2 separate regions of the Columba livia genome follow, and region 2 is linked to region 1. A link is a contact called in public Hi-C data. All regions are on one chromosome and are shown on one strand. Each heading gives the region's core, a stretch centred on a gene start, on an enhancer-like site or on the middle of the called end of the contact. The rest is flanking DNA. Distances are from core to core; before and after follow the strand shown. Region 1 overlaps IQGAP3 (IQ motif containing GTPase activating protein 3). Region 2 overlaps MEF2D (myocyte enhancer factor 2D).

Region 1 (5,316 bases), core at 1,501-4,000:
CCGATGGTTTTCTCGCATGAAGCTCTAGCTGGGTTGCTTTGGGCTTGGGGAAGCCAACCCTCCGGAGCCACACGTGGCTACTCGGGCTCTCTCTGCCCTCGCAGGGGAGAGCGTTCCCAGCCCGGTGGACGGCAGTGCCGAGCAGGGACTCGCCCACCTCAGCAAAATGGAGATGTCCCTCACCCTCACCGGCAAGCTGGTGCCGGTGACCAGCAGCGAGGACAGCGATGCCAGGAGCTTGCTGCTGAGGTGAGAACGGGCTCTGGGAGCTCCAGGGGGGCTCTTGGAGGTTGGGATGCTCGCGGGGGGCAAGAAAACCTTGGGAGACAACTAAGTAATGTGCTGCTTTGGTAGAAGGGGGTCATGGTCCTGAGGAGCCTCCCTCCACCTCTCTCTCTCTGGTCTCTAGCACCAAGCAGATGCTGGTGGACGTGATCCAGTCGCAGGCAGGAGATTCCCTCACAGAGATCCTGTGGACACGGGCCTCGGAGCATGAGGTGGGATGCACGAGGCTGCTGCTGGGATGAGCTAAAAGAATTCTCAACGAAAAGGCAAACAAGCCACGGGCAACACGCTGCCCTGCTCATCTCGAAGGCTGGGGCACTGTTCTTATGTTCCAGCAGGAGCTGGTCTCTTTCTTTTTCTTAGAAAGCATATATTTTGGGCTAGGAGACATTCATATCAAAAGGGGCGGTGGGGGGGTGGGTTTAGCTGCTCCATCTCCTCCTGTCCCATTCCAGCAGGGTGCCAGGCTCACCCTATCTTGTCTCGCCCCCAGGAAGCCTCTCACGAGCATCTCATGCGCAGGAGAGCGCTGCGGGACGCCCAGACCCCCGTCACGCTGAAACACAACCGCTCCCTGGCCGCCAACAACCAGCTCTCCATGGAGGACAAGAAGCGCAAGATCATCCGCAACCTGCGGCGCTTGGAGAGCCTGGGGCTGGTGGACTCTGCTCACCAGTACCAGGAGCTCATCAACCAGCTGGCCAAGGTGTGCTGGGGGACGCTGATCTGGGACGTCACCTCGCTAAAGCCACCTGAGATCTCACTTGTGTGCTTCAACCATGCCCTGGGTGAGCTGTATAGCTTTTCTTGTATGGCTTTGTTTCCTCCAGGACATCCGCAACCAGCGGCGGTACCGGCAGCACCGCAGAGAGGAGCTCCTGAAGCTGCGACAGACCTTGCAGGGCCTCAACGCCAAGACCTTGTTTTACGAGGAGCAAATAGATTATTACAACCAGTACATCAAGACCTGTCTCGACAACCTGGCGGCCAGCAACAAGTATGTTTCCTTACAAAAAAAAACCCAATAGTTTTTAAGCAATATATACATGTTTTCATTGCTGTCTGGATGTTGTGAGGTCTGAGGCTGGAGTCCGGCTCTGAGCGTGTGGTCCCTTCTCTTCAAGGGTCAGCGGGAAGAACAAGAAGCTGCAGCCGCTGCGCTACACAGCGGCCCGATTGTTTGACAAGGGGGTGCTGCTGGAGATCGAGGAGCTGCCGCTCAGCCAGTATGTAACTCCTGCTCTGCGCTGAGCTTGGGCAGGAGCAGCAAAACAGCCCGGGAGGAGGGCGCACAAGGGCCTGGCGTTGTCCCTCCCCAGGCTGGGGCTGTTTGGTCCGGGTACAACTGGAACATGGGATGGTTGGGATGTGGAGGGGTTTTTGGGCTCCTTGAAGGCGCTTTTGGTAGCGAGCACCTCTGTCCCTTCAGGTTCAGGAATGTGATCTTTGACATCATCCCCTGCGAGGAATCGGGCAGGTTCCAGGTGAAAGCCAAGTTCATGGGGATCGACATGGAGCGGTTCCAGCTGCACTACCAGGTGGGGAAGCTGCTCTAGGGGTGGGTGGTGCCCCCACACCTGGTTTTGGGGGCACCGGGAGCCCTGAGCTGCGGACACCTCGCTGTGCGCCTTGCTGCTGCAGCCCCAGCTCTGTGCTGAGGGTGGGACAGACCCCCCGGTGCAGCGGTGACCGTCACCTCTCCTGCAGGACCTGCTGCAGCTGCAATACGAGGGTGTAGCCGTCATGAAGATGTTCGATAAGGCCAAAGTCAACGTCAACCTGCTCATTTTCCTCCTCAACAAGAAGTTCTTCAAGAAGTAACAGGGGGCGGGTGGGGGATACGGGCATGCTTGGGGGGCCGGTGCTCCTGGGCCACCGTGTCTCTGCGCAGGGAAAGCTGCTGCTTGCAATGGAGTTTTCCTGCCCGCTTACAGCGTTTGAGCATCCGCAGCCACCGGCACCCAGTGCGGAGCCCTTGGAGCTCAGCCCCGGGCCCCCCCGAATCCCTTGAGCCCCCCCGGTCCTGTTTGCGCAGGCGTGAGCTGGACCTGACCCCCCCCACGGACCATTAGCTGCCCCAGCTTTTGTGGCCTGCAGCACTTTTAAGTATCTTTTTCCATGGGTATTTTGGCTGTTTCGTTGCTGTTTAGCGAACAGCTGGCTGCTCGAGGACACTATGGATTTCTGGACACTATACATGCTTTTAGTGATTAAATAAAGGTATTTTAATATATTTTTCTTCCCGCTAAAGGTGTGGAAATGGCAGAATTAGACTTCTAGGAGGCTCAGAAAAGGAGAATATAGAGGCAATAACTGCTTCCGAAGACACTCATGGGCTGTTCCCTAGTAAGTCAAAGTGCAATGGGAGATGTTTATGGTTTGAATTCATTTCATTGTGTGTTCCCCAGCCAGGCTGGGGGCAGAAATAAAGGAGGGAGCTGCTGTCCTGTTCTACAAAGAAGGTTTTTTGGGACACCTCTATTGCTGCTTCAGTAACTGCCCCAGCTCAACGCTCCCCTCCTGCTTTGTGACATTGGTGACAATTCCTGCAGCCCCATCCCTCGGCGTCTGACTCAGCGCTGCTTCCACTCGGCTCTTGCACGGGGAGTTTAGGCCGCTTTCAAACACACTTAATTCCTGAATAAATACTATGATTACGTCTCATGAAGACTATGATTACATCTCTGGAGGAATGAATGGGGATCAAGCTGCAGCACTCCTGCAGTTCTCAAGCAGGATGTGGTTAAGCTGTTGGGCGCTGTGCTGCCAGCAGGGATGAGGGCTCTGGGGGTTGCTGGTGTATATTACCTATCGTCATGTTTTATATTGCTTTTCTTTTCTTGCTTTCAGTGGAAAAAAAGCTGCCATTTCCCTGCAGGTTTGCCACCATCTCCTCCAGCAGCTGTTGGCTTTGCAGGAACAGCATTTGACACTGAAACTATTTATTTGTGATGTTCAGGGGCTGGAGGGGGAGCCTGATGTAAAAAGCTCTGTATAATGACAATAATCCCCAGCTACTTCTTTACAGTGTAGGGGAAAGGGACCTGGGGGTCCTGGGGACAGCAGGGTGACCATGAGCCAGCACTGGGCCCTTGTGGCCAGGAAGCCAATGGGACCTGGGGTGGGTTAGAAGGGGGTGGTCAGTAGGTCAGAGAGGTTCTCCTGCCCCTCTGCTCTGCCCTGGGGAGACCACACCTGGAATCTTGTGTCCAGCTGTGGCCCCTCAGCTCCAGCAGGACAGGGAACTGCTGGAGAGAGTCCAGCGCAGCCACCAAGATGCTGGAGGGAGTGGAGCATCTCCCGTGTGAGGAAAGGCTGAGGGAGCTGGGGCTCTGGAGCTGGACAAGAGGAGCCTGAGGGGGGACTCATTGCTGGGGATCAAGATGGAAAGGGCCAGTGTCAGGAGGATGGAGCCAGGCTCTTCTGGTGACAACCAGGGACAGGACAAGGGGCAATGGGTGCAAAGTGCAACACAGGAGGTTCCGCTGGAAGATGAGAAGCAACTTGTTGGGGTGAGGGTGGCAGAGCCTGGCCCAGGCTGCCCAGGGGGTTGTGGAGTCTCCTTCTGTGCAGACATTCCAACCCGCCTGGACACCTTCCTGTGTAACCTCATCTGGGTGTTCCTGCTCCGGGGGGATTGCACTGCATGAGCTTTCCAGGGCCCTTCAACCCCTGACATTCTGGGGTTCTGTGGTTTCAAAAAGGAGTTTGTAGGGTGAAATCCAGGCCTGGTGCTGCCAGGGAGGCCGAGCAATGCTGAGCAGGCCCGGTGATGCCGAACAGGCCTGTCAGGAGCTGAGCGATCCCCGAGGCAGCTCCACTAGATGTCATTGCAAGCTGGGGAAAGCGCCGTGGCCATTGGCGCCCAGACACCGGCTGTGGGTGCTGTGCCATGCAGGGCCATGCACTGTGGGTGCTCCAAGCGCTCTGTGGCGCTGTGGGGTGCCAGATGCCACTGTTTTGTGCCTGTGCTGTGGTCCTGGCTGGGGGGATGGAGCGGTGGCACTGATCCCTGGGCACACAGGCTGAATGTGGGACTGGGACACATGGGTGCGGGGGATTTGTCCTCGTATGCGTGGCCCTTGGGCTCTTCCCTGCCCTGGGGGCTTTGCCCAGGACACAGGGCTTGCTGGGGGCTGTGTGGTGCTGGTCAAGGCTGGGACAGCCAGCTGAAAGGGGACAGGGAGGAAAGGCCATTCCCACCTTGACCTGCTGCTAAAAACATCCTGAAAGGTGGCATTTGAGGATGGGGAGAAAGGGGAGGTTTGGGCTCCCTCTGAGGCTTGTATTTCACCCGGTCACAGCATCACACAGGATGTGAGGGGTTGGAGGGCCCTGGAAAGCTCATCCAGTGCAATCCCCCCGGAGCAGGAACACCCAGATGAGGTTACACAGGAAGGTGTCCAGGGGGTTGGAATGTCTGCACAGAAGGAGACTCCACAACCCCCTGGGCAGCCTGGGCCAGGCTCTGCCACCCTCACCCCAACAAGTTGCTTCTCATCTTCCAGCGGAACCTCCTGTGTTGCAGTTTGCACCCATTGCCCCTTGTCCTGTCCCTGGTTGTCACCAGAAGAGCCTGGCTCCATCCTCCTGACACTCCCCCTTTCCATCTTGATCCCAGCAATGAGTCCCCCCTCAGGCTCCTCTTGTCCAGCTCCAGAGCCCCAGCTCCCTCAGCCTTTCCTCACACGGGAGATGCTCCACTCCCTCCAGCATCTTGGTGGCTGCGCTGGACTCTCTCCAGCCGGTCACCGGCCAGCACCCTGCGCTCCCTGCACAGCCACATGTGTTGTCCTTGCAGTGAGACCCCCCCACGTCTGCCCCGGCACACCCGGCTGCCATGCAGTGTCCTCTGCGGAGGAGCTGGTGGTTGTGCCACGCTGCGCTGGAAGCTGCCAGCTCCACAGACCTAAAAAGGATTAGAAGTTTTTAAATTTGGCTCAGAAATCTGCAGCCGAGGATGCCGATCCCACCAGCTCAGGGGCCGCCTGGCCCAGTGCGGCGGGTGCTCGGTGCTGGGCAGGCTGGCCC
Region 2 (5,316 bases), core at 1,686-4,185, 97 kb after region 1:
CCCATCCCCAGCACGTTACCCTGGGAATCTTTTGCACCTTCATTGTTAACAAAGCTAAAAGCCAGTGGCCTTGCAAGCAAAACGCGTGGAGTTCATGGGGCGTGGAGGTTGCACCAAACATCCCTGATGTTCCCGGTGATTCGGGGCTGGGAGGACACCTCGCTGGGGACAGAAAGCCGGTCCCGTCCCGCGGGCAGGGACATGGATGCAGGAGCACAGGCAGCTCCTGGCACCCAGTTGGGCAGCACCTCTCATCCCGGGGGCCGTCCCCGTGCCCAGTTCACCCATCACCGGTGCGTCCGGCGCTGGGACGGCTCAGGGAGCGGTGGCGGCTGATGCTCGACCCGCTGAGCACGCGCCGCGGCTGCGGCGGCGCTGCCACCAGCCGCCTGCTGAAATGCAGATGTAGCGCAATGGTAGATGTGATTAATAATGCAATCAGCGACCTATTTTTCCCGGTCTAACGTGCAATGAATATGAGGGCTGAAGCCTGGTGATTGCTAAACGCCTTTCTATCTTTGGGGCCTATTCATAAAAAAAAAAAAACCCTCATCAGAACGGTAATCTGATCCAATTTATTCCTTTCCTGATGTTCATCAAATCTTTTCCTTTTAAAATCTTTTTCTTCCTTTCCTTTCTTCTTTTTTCCCCCCCTCTTTGCACATAAAATCCTTAAGTGGGGCAGCAGGAGGAGGAGGGAACCTCAGATCTTCAAAGGGGCGGTGGGATCGGTGAACCGAGTCCTTGCTCTGCCACAGCCCCTTTTTTGCTGCTCTGGTACCATAAAGACACCTTCAAACTGAACCTAACAATGACTACCCCGCCTTGCCAGGGCCCCAGTGCCCTGCTAGAGCAGCGTATTTGCCTTGCTGCAAATCAGGCTTGTCGAATTGATTGGTTGTTATTGCAGTGACAATCAGGGGTTCCTGCAGGTTGAGGAGCTGCCGTGGGCACCGGGAGCTGCCTGTGCTGCCTGCACCCCTGCCTGTGCTGCCTGCACCCCTGCCTGTGCTGCCTGCACCCGTCTGTGCTGCCTGCACCCCCGTCTGTGCTGCCTGCACCCGTCTGTGCTGCCTGCACCCCTGCCTGTGCTGCCTGCACCCCTGCCTGTGCTGCCTGCACCCGTCTGTGCTGCCTGCACCCCTGTCTGTGCTGCCTGCACCCCTGCCTGTGCTGCCTGCACCCGTCTGTGCTGCCTGCATCCCTGCCTGTGCTGCCTGCACCCCTGTCTGTGCTGCCTGCACCCCTGTCTGTGCTGCCTGCACCCGTCTGTGCTGCCTGCATCCCTGCCTGTGCTGCCTGCACCCGTCTGTGCTGCCTGCATCCCTGTCTGTGCTGCCTGCACCCCCGTCTGTGCTGCCTGCATCCCTGCCTGTGCTGCCTGCATCCCTGCCTGTGCTGCCTGCACCCGTCTGTGCTGCCTGCACCCCTGCCTGTGCTGCCTGCATCCCTGCCTGTGCTGCCTGCACCCCTGTCTGTACTGCCTGCATCCCTGCCTGTGCTGCCTGCATCCCTGCCTGTGCTGCCTGCATCCCTGCCTGTGCTGCCTGCACCCCTGTCTGTGCTGCCTGCACCCCTGCCTGTGCTGCCTGCATCCCTGTCTGTGCTGCCTGCATCCCTGCCTGTGCTGCCTGCACCCCTGTCTGTGCTGCCTGCACCCCTGCCTGTGCTGCCTGCATCCCTGTCTGTGCTGCCTGCATCCCTGCCTGTGCTGCCCGCACCTGTCTGTGCTGCCTGCATCCCTGCCTGTGCTGCCTGCACCCGTCTGTGCTGCCTGCATCCCTGCCTGTGCTGCCTGCACCCCCGTCTGTGCTGCCTGCACCCCCGTCTGTGCTGCCTGCACCCCTGTCTGTGCTGCCTGCACCCCTGTCTGTGCTGCCTGCACCCCTGCCTGCACTGCCTGCACCCGTCTGTGCTGCCTGCACCCCTGTCTGTGCTGCCTGCACCCCCGTCTGTGCTGCCTGCACCCGTCTGTGCTGCCTGCACCCCTGTCTGTGCTGCCTGCACCCGTATGTGCTGCCTGCACCCCCGTCTGTGCTGCCTGCATCCCTGCCTGTGCTGCCTGCACCCCTGCATGTGCTGCCTGCACCCCTGTCTGTGCTGCCTGCATCCCTGCCTGTGCTGCCTGCATCCCTGCCTGTGCTGCCTGCACCCCTACCTGCGCTGCCTGCACCCCTGCCTGTGCTGCCTGCATCCCTGCCTGTGCTGCCTGCACCCCTGCCTGCGCTGCCTGCACCTGTCTGTGCTGCGTGCACCCCTGCCTGTGCTGCCTGCACCCCTGCCTGGCTTGTGGCAGGTTCACCCAGTGCTGCAGTGAACCTGCCAGAGTGCAGGAGGGTTTTGGGGACCCGGGGGGTGCGGTGATGCTCTCCCAGGACAAAGCACTGGTGGAACACGGCTGCGGCACCGCTCGCCGTGCCTTCACCACCGCCGTGCATTCACCTTCCTCTCTGTCACCTGTTTTCCTGCAGGTAACGGCTACGTGAGCGCCAGAGCCTCCCCGGGGCTCCTTCCCGTGTCCAACGGCAGCAGCTTGGGCAAGATCATCCCGGCCAAGTCGCCGCCGCCGCCCTCGCACAGCACGCAGCTCGCCACCAACAGCCGCAAGCCCGATTTACGTGTGATCACCTCGCAGAGCGGGAAGGGGTTAATGCACCATTTGGTGAGTGCCCAGCAGAGGCGAGCGCGCTGGGAGCGTGTCCCCAAGCCCCTAGACGTGTCCCCAGCCTGCAGACGGGTCGCGGGGGGAACTTTGCGCTGGAGCAGATGGCCGCGCGGGCTCCGTTCCGTGCTGTGGCGGTGGGAGCTGGCCGGGTGTTTTGGATTCCCGTTTGCACCGTGCTGGTGCAAAGCCCTGTGCACACCGTCGGTGGGCGAGCGTGCGGCGCGGCGAGCGCGGGGGCAGCGAGCGGGGCCGCTGGGTTAACGGTGCCTCTCGGTTTTCTCTCTGTTCTCCCGCGGGCAGACGGAGGATCACCTGGCTCTGGTGAGTTCCCGGCTGAGTGCGCTTCGTGGCGGGGTGACGCGTGGGCTGCTTGTCCCCTTGGTCCCCACACCCTGCCCGGTGGACACCCTTTGCCCTCCGCTGGGAGCACAGTGGGACGCGGGTGCCAGCACAAATGTCACATCCAACCCTGCCGTGCCACAGAAAATCAATCCCTATTAAAACACACTTTTAGGAAAACCAAGTAGAAAAGGAGGAGCCCGTGGCCGCGCTGGGGGCTGACACGAGCTGTGAAGTGCGTGGTTCTCCACCAAGGCCGGCAAAGCTGTGTTGTTTTCCCCGGGAGCTCAGCCGGGTCCCCTTTGGAGCCGGCGCTGCGTGGAGCCAACCTGGACCAGGACCTGTCTCGTGGGCTTTGCCGGAGCCACCACAGGTCACAGCACGGGGAGCCCTGGCCCGCTGCCACCACATGAGAGATAGGGAGTAAATCAGGCTCTTCCCATATTAAGGATATTATTTAAAGCCTGTGTAAATCCACTGGCTGGCTGGTACGCTCCCTAAACCTCCTTTGTGCACGGGGGCAGTTTTCCATGTTATTTTTGTGGCTTTTCTTTTTTTCCCGCCCCTGCCAGCAAAGTGAACACCACCTTGTTTGTGGCAATGATTCACCCTGTTCTGTTGCTATTCTGGTGCAAGGCAGATGGGCGACAGGTCAGCGCAGCGAGGAAAGGGCGAGAGGATGCAGCTAACGCAGCCAGGGCGAAGCTCTCCAAAAACCCAGGAGTAAGCCAATACCTCTCGCAGCCTGCAAGGAGACACTCTTAGCCAGGGGAAGGGTTGGCCAAGGCTTTGGCAGACGCAAATTCTGCCGCTTTCCATGCCCCAAACCTCTTCTTGCTCAACACCCCGCTCCCAGCAGCTCCGTGCCTCAGTTTCTCCATCTGCGGAGCGAACGCAGCCAGCACCCGCCTCCCCATCTGCTCGTCAGCGTTCTGCTGCCAGAGGGCATTGCCTGTCTCTGAGCTGGAGGAGCAGTTTGCTTTAGGCAAAAATCAGCCAGGTTGGCATGAAGAGTTTTAATTGTTAGTCTGAGATAACCCGGTTGATTTTTGCCTGAAGTGAAGTACGGTCCTCGCCCAAGCTGAGCTGGCAGCGGGGAGGTGGAGGGTGATGAAATCCTTGAGGGGGTGGACAGGGACCTCAGCGCAGCTGGATGGGGAAGGGGACATCAAGAGGGGGACACAGAGCCCCGTCTCGGCTGCTCTGCGGATTTGCCTCCTGCCTGGCGCAGATGCCCCCCCTTGCTCTGCTAACCTTCCCCCCACATCTGCTCCCTCCGTGTTGCTCAACCTACACACCAGAGCTGCTCTCCAAATGGCAACTCCCACCTCCTTACACTCAGGATGAGTCAGCGGCCCCCCCGCCAGACCTGCCCGCTCCCCCCCGCAGCCCCTGCCACCCCCGGGGCTCTGAGCACCTTCTGCTCCTTTAGTGGGTTCAGAGACCCCCCGTTTCTCCCAATGGAAAGGGTAGACAGGACCCGTTTCCCACGCCCACGGCGAGCGCGGTCTCACCCCAGAGCATGCCTGCATGGGTTTGCCGTGAGCCTGATCGGTTTGCAACTGGGAGCGTTTTGCAAGGTGCACGGGGGTGTGAATGCACGGGGGTGTGAGTGCACAGGGCGGGGGGGGCAGCTTGCACACCTCTGCATGAATCGGGATGAAAATGTGGGTGCTCCCTACAGCGCAGCTGTGTCTGATACCACCGCGCTCGCCTCGGGGTGTAAGGAGGGCGGCTGCTGCCCGTTCCCGGGGCCGATCCACTGCTGCTCAGCCGCATCCCGCCGCCCCAGCCCTGCGTCGCGGGCAGGGATGTCCCCATGCTGTCACCCCCCTAGGAAAACCACAGAGCAAGTCGCTGCAGGTCGCATCCTGGTGCGGTGCCCGCAGGAGGGGCACGGCGTGAATCCTGCCCACCGTGGTGTTCACCGCAGTGTCCTTACCCCAGGGCCAGTGGGCTCTGCGAGAAAGCAGCGTTGCCAGCAGGATGAACGCCAGGAAAACCTGCTCCTCCAGCCCCAGGGCTTTAGCAATTAGAGCCCTGCTAATCGCCTTCCCTGGCTGGCAGAGAGGGACCTGCAGCGTGTGGGCACAGGGCGCTGCAAATCCCACACGCCAGGGTGCTGTCACCCTCCAGAGGTGGCCAGGGCAGGGGTTTTAACCTGCTGTCCTATCCCAGGAGGGTCCTGCGTGGCCGTGAACCATTGCATAGTTCCATCCATGGCCCTAAAAGGCTCTGGGAGCCCTCGGTGCCGCGCAGGCTCCCACCGCGTCGCCGGGGACGCCGCAGCCTCGTGCCAGGCGTGATTGAAG

The links. A called contact is a pair of places that touch in the nucleus more often than the background predicts.
Region 2: a Hi-C map of crop shows a contact between it and region 1, with 5 times the contacts expected there. The contact joins two enhancer-like sites. A contact is called at or near these places in 2 of 2 Hi-C or Micro-C datasets (crop and liver).

The regions. Positions count from the first base shown.
Region 1 is chr28:2,351,686-2,357,001 of bColLiv1.pat.W.v2, forward strand. IQGAP3 (IQ motif containing GTPase activating protein 3) reads left to right here. Exons shown (of 38, transcript XM_065042942.1): 32 at 105-249; 33 at 410-497; 34 at 779-991; 35 at 1,116-1,282; 36 at 1,410-1,511; 37 at 1,715-1,823; 38 at 1,993-2,949. The coding sequence ends at 2,106. Among named protein-coding and RNA genes, the nearest start is that of IQGAP3, 20 kb to the left of the region's middle. Within about 2 kb of position 2,751, at least 1 of the 3 cell types and tissues checked has an H3K27ac peak away from gene starts, as active enhancers do.
Region 2 is chr28:2,448,411-2,453,726 of bColLiv1.pat.W.v2, forward strand. MEF2D (myocyte enhancer factor 2D) reads left to right here. Exons shown (of 11, transcript XM_065043296.1): 8 at 2,472-2,662. Among named protein-coding and RNA genes, the nearest start is that of MEF2D, 73 kb to the left of the region's middle. Within about 2 kb of position 2,936, at least 1 of the 3 cell types and tissues checked has an H3K27ac peak away from gene starts, as active enhancers do.